2 separate regions of the Sus scrofa genome follow, and region 1 is linked to region 2. A link is a contact called in public promoter capture Hi-C data. All regions are on one chromosome and are shown on one strand. The core of a region is the stretch at or near the end of the contact, and the rest is flanking DNA. Distances in the headings are between cores, read along the strand shown.

Region 1 (4,268 bases), core at 1,190-3,689, 290 kb before region 2:
GGACTATACTGGAGAATGTTCCATGTACACTTGAGAAGATTGTGTATTCTGCTGTCGTTGGGTGGAATATTCTGTTTATGTCTGGGAGTTAGTTCTCCTTGGTGTGCTGATCAAGGCCTCCATTTCTTTACTGAGCTGATCAGAAGCACATTCTTGTTAAAGAGCTCTTACAAATCAGTATGAAAAGCACGAAACAGCAATAAAATATGGATGAGAGGTATTTCATAAAAGAAATACAAATGAACAATAGACTTGGGAAAAAAGTCCATTTCATTGGCGAAGAAGTGCACATTTTAAATGAGACCACTTCCTTCTTCCTATCGTATTAACAAAGGGTTTTTTAAGTGGCAGTATACTCAGTGAATGCTGTAATAGAAATTGGTATCATGTTTCCAGGAAGTAATTTGATAATATTTATCAAAAGCCTTAGAAGTGTTATACTACTGTACCAAGTAGTTCCATTCCTATAAATATATTCTAGAGACTAGAGAAGTAAACAGAAATATGAACAAAGATTTATGTACAAGAAAATTTAAGGGGGGGAGGGAATAGGATGAACTGGAAGTTTGGGGTTTGTAGATGCAAACTATTACATGTCAAACGGATAAGCAATGAGGTCCTATTTTATAGCACAGGGAACTATATGCAATCTCTTGGGATAGAACATGATGGGAGATAGTATGAGAAAAAGGATGTATGTGTATGTGTGACTGGGTCACTTTGCCATACAACAGAAATTGATACAAGACTAAATCAACTATACTTTAATAAATTTAAAAAGAACATTTATTATAGCTCTATTAACAGTGAAAATTTGGATATAAACTGCGTCTGACAATAGGATAGATATTTCAACACATTTTGGTAAAAAGCAAAAGAGAAATGGCTATTCAAATGATGATCTCAAAGAAGCCTTAATGGCATATTTGCTTATTATTAATTGATCTCAATGTATTGAAACATTGCTACAATAAAAAAAATAGAAAATAAATGTTGGAGAAATTGGAACCCTCCTACATTGGCCGTGGGATTTGGAAAATTGTTCAACTGCTGTGGAAAACAATTTGGCAGTCGTCAAAGAGTTAAACATCTAATTACCATAAAACTCAGCAATCCCATTCCTAGGAGTACACCAAGAGAAATGAAAACACACAGAAACTTGTACACCAATGTTTATAGCACTGCTATTCATAAAAGACAAAAGGATTAAATAGCCTAGAGATCCATAAGCAGAAGAACAGATAAACAAAGGAATGAAATATTATTTAGCTGTACAAAGGGACGGAGTACTGATACATGCCACCATTTGGATGTCTCGAAATATTATGATAATCATATGATATTATGATATTATGCTAAAAATAGATAGGTAACAAGGACTTACCAACTCCCTTACTATAGCACAGGGAGCAATACTCATATTGTTATATATATATATTCTGAATCACTCTGCTGTACACTCGAACCTAACACAACATTGTAAATCAACTACCCTTCAATTTTTTAAAGTGAAAGGAATTAGACACCAAAGGCCACATCGTTTATGATTTCTTATATATGAAATCTCCAGAAAAGGCAAATTCCTGAAGACAGAATGTGGATGACCTGTTCCCAGGGGCTGGGTGACCTGCACACCCGGTGTTCTTCTACGGTGATTTTTTAAAAGTTTTTCAGCTAGAGAGGGTGATCATTTGCACAACATGGAGAACGCACCAAATGCCACTGAATTGTTCCTGCTTTTGAATAGGTCATACTTTAGAACTGTTATGTGAATTTCGCTCAAACAAACAAAAACAACCCAAAGCAACCTAATTAAATATGTTCTGCTTTCCAGCCCCGGCCTCCCCTCAAGAACAAGGGTGAGAGCGCTAAACACCGCTCCGAGAAAACTACCCCAAGTTAACGCTCTCAGACACAATGGTAGCATTTGCAGCGGCAGAATAAAGTTATAGCGGTACATCAATGCGAAAATATTCATCTCCTGCTTTGCGGATGGGCCCAAGGTGAACCTCGTGTTGTGGTCAGTGAAACCTCCGATTTAAAGCTCAGCCGGAGAGACCCCATAAAATATCGGAGCTACAAGGGGCTTGAAATCATCGCCCGACCTGGATCTGCCCGGGCGACTGTGATTCCAGGTAGCATAAACAGTTGCCGCAGAGCTGGCAATGGAGAGCAGGTCTCCCCGAACACGCACCCCGCCACATCGCGAAGCAAAACTCCACGCTCTAGCTGGGGTTTAGGTTTGTTTCTTTGTTTTAAAACCCCAGGAGCCTTTGGTTGGTCAAAGGATTGTGGGCCGCTGGCATGCAGTCCCCGAAAGAGAGAGGTGCAGGTGTGAGGCGGGCAGGGGAGGGGGCCGGGTGGAACTGAGCCGCCCGACTCCCTGCCGGGTTTAGGGCCCCGCCCGCAGTGGTTAATCCCTGGCGTCCAGCGCAACACTGCTGCGCCGCCCGGCTCGTCTCCTGCAGCTCCGTGGTTTGTATCTTTCCTGCTCTCAGGCGGAAGAGATCCTGACAAACGTGGGGTAATCGACTGAATGAATGTCCTTCACATCAGGAAGGCAGTAGGATATTATTGGCGCCTCCGGAGAAACCCGAGGGAAACGAGGGGCGGAAATAGCTAACGTAAGCCGTCGGGGTTTGCAAACCCGGCCGGCGCGGGGAGATTTTTGACCACCTGTGCGTACCCGCCCCACCCGAGAAATGGGGTCCAGAAGTCAGGGTTGTAGGCCAGATCTCTAAGCGTCCGCAGTTCTGTAGAAGCCACCGCGCGTGAGGGGTGGGGGTATCGCTTCGTAAAAAGCAAGGAAACGGAAGTGTATTGCCGGTGTTTCCTTCGTCTAGGGCTGGAAAGTGGCTCCTTTGGCAGCTTCCATTGCTCGCGCCTCTGTCTCCGGCTTCCTCTGTTCTGTGCAGCCTAGAGGAGCTGGAGACCAGGGCACGGGAAAACCATTGAGACCCTGAAGGAGTGCGATCTTGGTAAGTATTAGAGGACATCCGCAGCTTTGGGAAACAGCGGAGCCTTCGATAGCTCAGTTGGTAGAGCGGAGGACTGTAGTGGATTACCCCTGGCAATCCTTAGGTCGCTGGTTCGATTCCGGCTCGAAGGACTTCGTCTGACGTTTTTTAAACCCCTACCCGTTTCGGGAAAAAAGGCTTTACCTAGAATGTTTGAATGAGCACTGCCGCTGCTCCGTGCATGTATGCAGCAAGTACTCAGCACGCTCTCTTGTAAGTTACGTAGGCCTTATTATTGCTTGCGTGTAATTATTATATGCTTGCTTTAAAAAATCTTGCAGTGATACCACTGCACTGGCTCCACTGCACTCGAGAACTGAACGAATATTCTGAATTATAGTGGGTGCTCTTGTCAGTGGACACCCCAGAACAACCTGTAAGGCAAAGGGAAGGACTTCAGCAGCAGCCGGGGGATTAGCTCAAATGGTAGAGCGCTCGCTTAGCATGCGAGAGGTAGCGGGATCGATGCCCGCATCCTCCACTCGGTTTTTGCTCTACGCGTTGGAGAATCCCTAAACCTTAGGAGAGGGTGGACTAGGTGGGCGTTTCATAATTCACAGAATAGTACAGTAGGCAATGCTTGGATTCGCATACGGTCCTTTTATTTTTGCAGATGAGTCTTCCGGTGCCCTTCTTGGTGACTTTGTCTTTTCCTCCTCCCGGCGGGCAGTCCGTTAACTGCCTTCTACGAAGACGCGGGCGGAACCCTCCCGCCCGGCCTGCGGGCGGAGTCCCGTAAACGGTACCGGCTCAGGTACCCGCCAAACGTGCGAGGCAACCCCGGCGTGCTGACCAATGGCAGCGAGCCTTACTGGGCGGGTAGCCAGCTGTCCCCGTGGCCAATAGGCGAGAGACTTCTTGTTTCCTGGCAGAGCGGGGTCCCGGCACCGCGGTGCTCCGCTTTGGTTTGGGTCCCGGGTGGAGGGCCCGGGTGCCGGGGCCCAGGTGGCGCCTCGCTAGCGGGAGCGGGAGCGGGATCACCGGCCCGGAGAGAGGTGAGGGGCTCTGCGTGGAGCGAGGGCCCCGCCGGCCCCGCCCCCTTCTCAGCCCTTGGCCGCCCTGAGCCCCTCCGGAACCCCCCGCCGCCCGGCGGGCCACCCCGCCCCTCGCCTGAGCTGCCCCTGGCCCCACCCCCTCCTGTGGCCTCACCTCCCACCTCTGCGCCCAGCCTTCCTACCCTCCCTCGCGCGTCAGTCGGCCCTGACCCGTCCCCTGCCTCCAAACCCCACCCTGCCCGGGGCAGGCTCGGTC
Region 2 (4,500 bases), core at 205-2,704:
AGGACAAGGTTGGGGAGAGAACTGGGAACCAAGGCGAAGAATGGGAGAGAAGAGCTGCTTTTCAGTGGGGAAGCCCTAGCTAACTCAGGAATGGAGAGCCAACAGAGGTCTTGAAACGATGGGAAAATACCTGAGGGGTTTCTCCAGCTGTGCTGGGGCAGGACTGAGGAGGGGGCCCTCCTTGTTCCCCTTTTCTTGCCTGCTTCAGGGCCCGCTCAGCCTCTTGCTTCGCTCGCCGTTCAGCTCGAAGTTCAGCTTTACTCCGACCTGCTGGAATTTTCTCCTTGGCAGTGCCCAACTGACTGTCCGGTCCTGGCAGGTCTTTGGTCGGGCCTACTAAGGGTAGATGGAAGAGGTGCCCAAGCTCCAGGCAGGTACTATCTATGCCCCAACCAAAGCTTCTTTTCTGTTTATCTAAACTTTGTCTCTCTTCACTTGTTCCAACCAACTTTGTCCTGTCTCCCCTTCTTCTCTCCCGCCACATCCCTTTACCAGCTCCACAGCCCAGCCCTTTAAAAAAGCCCCCGCACCTTGACATTGGGCTGCAGACACAGCAGAGCCAGTTTCTGGTTCTGTCCCCTTTTCCTCCTTCCGTTTCTTCTTTTGCTGTTTCTTTTCTTTCCGAAGCTGCAGCTTTTCTTCTTGGGTCATCTCCCTCCCCCCTGCCTAAGACACAGACATAAATACTGCTTTTTCCCAACCATTTCAAAAAACGAATAAACACTACAGGATTCCCAAAAGGTCCCTAATGCTCCTTAACTCTTACCAGCTACCTGTTACAAGCTAACAGCCCACAGGGATGGAAGCCTTTCCCCCAGGATCGCAGTCACATTACCAATAAGGCTTATAAGTTGACACTGCCTCCTGCGTAGCGCTTGACAGGCGGCTTGGGAGGGCACCCTCACTTACCCCTGGCCGAGAAGCAAGCTCCGCCTTCATCCCAGATCCCGAGTCTGCATCAGAAAACAGGGCACAAAGTGAATCAGAGAGGTTCCGGAAGGGTTTAGAGGGGCTCGTACTCGACGCAGCTGGCTGCTGGGTCCGCATGACCACGGCTCCTCCACCAGGCGGGAGGTGAGCCAGGGATCCGCGTGGGGACGCAGTGCGCAGCAGGATCAAAGGCGGCGGGGGGAGGAGAGAGCACGCACCCTTCCCGCAGGAACAGGCCGACGCGCAGGGCGGAGTGCGTCCGAGACACCGCGGACCAGATTCCCGCGCGGTGCCGGAACCGAACGACAGGGCCGAGAGGGGCTCGGGGCCCAGCCGTAGCCTCCCAGGGCCTGGCGGCTCGCGTACCTGTTTGTGCGGCCGCCCCTTCACTCACCCTCGCGAACAGCCACAGCCACAGCAGCCATCACCCGTCCTAGGCTCCGCCCGCTGCAGTCACAGGGACCAGAGCGCCCCCAAGGCCGACAGCTGCGGAGCGCAGCTCCCCCACCCAGAGGACTACAAGCCCCGACGTGCTCTGCGGCTCCGCCCGGGCTATGGGTCGCGATAAGGGCCCAGTCAAACCTGGGTTCCCAATCCCGGCAGTAGGCTCTTGCCCTTTAGACTACAGTTCCCAGGATTCCCCGGGAAGCTGCGCCCCAGAGCGGACGTCTCCAGTCCTTCCCTCCTCGGATCTCAACGGCCGCCCCCCCCGCCCAAAAATGGCGAGCGAAGCTTCGGGGACGCGCTGAGTAGCGGAGGCGAGCGTGCAAAGCCACTGCGGCCCTCACAGTTCGGAGCCCGGCCGGGCCCTGCCGCAGGGAACATGCACTTTTCCATTCCTGAAACCGAGTCCCGCAGCGGGGACAGCGGCGGCTCCGCCTACGTGGTGAGGAGCGGCCGGAGCCCGGCCGGGCAGGGGCGGGGATAACGGGCCGGAGCCCTCCGAGCGGCCTCCGAGGTCTGGCCGCCGCCTTTCGGGCCTGGTCACTGGCCGCCAACTCCCGATGGCCTCGCTGGGAGCTTATATTACGTCTCAGATTCGTCCAGAGGTCTCCCCAGCTCCTGTAGGTCCTTTGTTCCGCCGCGTCACCTCCCTCGACTGGGCCGCGGCTACTCTGGTGGGCGTCACTGGCCTCTTGGGGAGGAAGACTCCAGCCCGAGCGCCCGGGTTTCCCCGGGACCGGTCCTTCTGCTTTGGGACCTGGCTCCGGGGCAAACAGACTGGCAACCTTCGGAAGATCTCGGCGCCTTAATCAGGCAGAGCTGTGCCAGGCAACTTCCGGCCAGGGTTCTCAAGGGGGTCGCCCAGACCGCGACCTTAAAATGCTTGCCTGTTTTTGTGTCCTCAGGCCTATAACATTCACGTGAATGGAGTCCTGCACTGTCGAGTGCGCTACAGTCAGCTCCTGGGGCTGCACGAGCAGGTGGGACTAGCACTCCTGCCTTGAGGCAGCTTCAAGCCCTTTCCTACACCTGGGCATCAGTGTCTCCATTTTCCCCCTCGTCGCTTTCCCGGGGGCTGTAGTTCCCTTTTACTCACTACCATAATCACTGCCATGTTGGATCTGGTGCTTTATCTTACCATCGTCTGACATTTCCAGGGGACTCCCCACGAATCTGCGCCTCTAACTGCGCCTCCCTGTACTAACATCCTCCTTCCTGCTTCTTGGTCCCCTCCTTACACAGCCTGTACACTGCCTTTGTCCGTGCATGGAGAAACCGACGACCCTTCCCCGCTCCACTGCCAAAGCACTTTCCCTCTGTCATCTGAGCTGCCACTTGAAACTCTCTTCCCTGCTCATACAAACCATTCACCAGTTTCCTTCTGTGTTCCTTGACTCACCTGAGTGGGTGTAGCTGTTCCAGTTATCCGTATGTGTCGATGATGTAATGTTTCTCCGTTCTCCACACCAAATTGTGAGCTCTGTATTTAACTCAGTACAGCGTCCTGGTTCTATTCATAACTGGTTGTGCAGCCCTAAGCAAGTTACCTGATTTCTTTGGGCCTCGGCTTTCACACCTGAAAAATGGATTTGTTGATCTGCAAAGTCCCTCTCAGTCCTAAGACACGTCGCGAACATACTTAGCCATTACTTGTTTGTGCACACAAACCTTTCTTACAAAGCCCTTTGCTTCCTGTGAGGGTTCAGTGAACACAGCCTTGCTAGATCATCAAGGTGCTCCCAAAACCCAGGCCCTTTACAAACTCTCCCCGTATTGTGAAGAGGCTGACTTCTACACAGTAAGATCGGAAAGAACCTGTATCTAGGACAGCGCTCCCTTGGGATGCTGCCTCTGCCAAAGGGCTCATTTCCTGGATGACCAGGGGACACAGGGGAGCAGGAACTGAGGCAGGGGAAGGAAAGCCCAGGAGGACATTATGAGTGTGTGTTGCCTCTTCTCTTTTGCTGTGTTTGTGTGAAGAATTGTATCTCTTTCTCCAAATAGCTTCGGAAGGAATATGGGGCCAATGTGCTTCCTGCATTCCCCCCAAAGAAGCTTTTCTCTCTGACCCCTGCTGAGGTAGAACAGAGAAGAGAGCAGTTAGAGAAGTACATGCAAGCCGGTGAGTGGTTGGAGGGAACTTTAGGCTGACTCTGTTGAGGACTCCAGGGAGAGACTCAAAGCAGCTGGTTCTGTAGAAGGTTCTGAAGTAGTTTCTAGATCTGGGAGGCCTCTTGTTTGATGTATTGTTTAATTACCAAAAGTAAATAGTTGGAGTTCCCGTAGTGGCTCAGCGGGTTACAATCCCAACTAGTAGCCATGAGGATGTGAATTCGATCCCTGGACCCACTCAGTGGGTTAAGGATCCAGTTTTGCCGTGAGCCGTGGTGTAGGTCACAGATGTGGCTCGGATCCCGAGTTGCTGTGGCTGTGGTATAGGCTGGCAGCTGCAGCTCTGCTTCGACCCCTAGCTGGGGAACTTCCATATGCTGCAGGTGTGGCTCTAAAAAGACAAAGTAAATAGCATCCAAGTGTTCTCTAGGTATCAGCAAAATAATTTGTATATACACATACATATATATATATTTTTTTTCTTGTCTTTTGAGGGCCGGACTCAATGGCATATGGAGGTTCCCAGGCTAGGGGTCGAATCGGAGCTGCACCTGTCAGCCTACGCCACAGCCATGCCAGATCCAAGCCACGTCTGTGACCTACACTACAGTTCACAGCGAGGACAGGGATCGAACCCGCAACCTCGTGGCTCCTAATTGGATCCGTTCCTGCTGCGCCACGACGGGAACTCCAAGAAACACTGATATGATATGCAGTAGTGTTAGAGTAATTTAGATCTGTGGGGAGAACTTAATTTGTATCTGATGTGCTTTAGATTAACATTGTTACTTCCCTGGTTCTATAGCTTGGACTCAACTAGATGGTAGCCAGGGGTGGGGCAGGTGAAGAATTTATGCAAACAGTGAGAGTGAGGCCGGCTGGGAGATGTGACTGTCCACCATCAGCCCAGGAAATGGGGTCTGGGGGACCTATCAAGAAGAGAACTGGACAGCAGGGACAAGAGGGAATCCTAAGGTGGTAGAACATCATTCTCGTGTCCCCCACAGTGCGGCA

What was found. Promoter capture Hi-C pulls out the DNA fragments that hold promoters and counts their contacts.
Region 1: a promoter capture Hi-C map of liver shows a contact between it and region 2, with 5 times the contacts expected there. The contact joins the promoter of AGBL5 here to the promoter of EIF2B4 in region 2. A contact is called at or near these places in 1 of 5 promoter capture datasets (liver) and 1 of 2 datasets of contacts at active chromatin or transcription factors (alveolar macrophages).

The regions. Positions count from the first base shown.
Region 1 is chr3:112,065,118-112,069,385 of Sscrofa11.1, reverse strand. AGBL5 (cytosolic carboxypeptidase-like protein 5) reads left to right here and starts at 2,439. Exons shown (of 16, transcript XM_021087715.1): 1 at 2,439-2,978; 2 at 3,631-3,771. TRNAA-AGC (a tRNA gene) reads left to right here and starts at 3,426; the gene lies at 3,426-3,498. TRNAY-GUA (a tRNA gene) reads left to right here and starts at 3,021; the gene lies at 3,021-3,109.
Region 2 is chr3:111,778,615-111,783,114 of Sscrofa11.1, reverse strand. It overlaps EIF2B4 (a long non-coding RNA gene), which reads right to left and starts at 1,454. Exons shown (of 13, transcript XR_002342807.1): 1 at 1,325-1,454; 2 at 910-953; 3 at 531-666; 4 at 132-336. It overlaps SNX17 (sorting nexin-17), which reads left to right and starts at 1,570. Exons shown (of 16, transcript XM_021087689.1): 1 at 1,570-1,816; 2 at 2,280-2,354; 3 at 3,379-3,496; 4 at 4,494-4,500. The coding sequence starts at 1,754.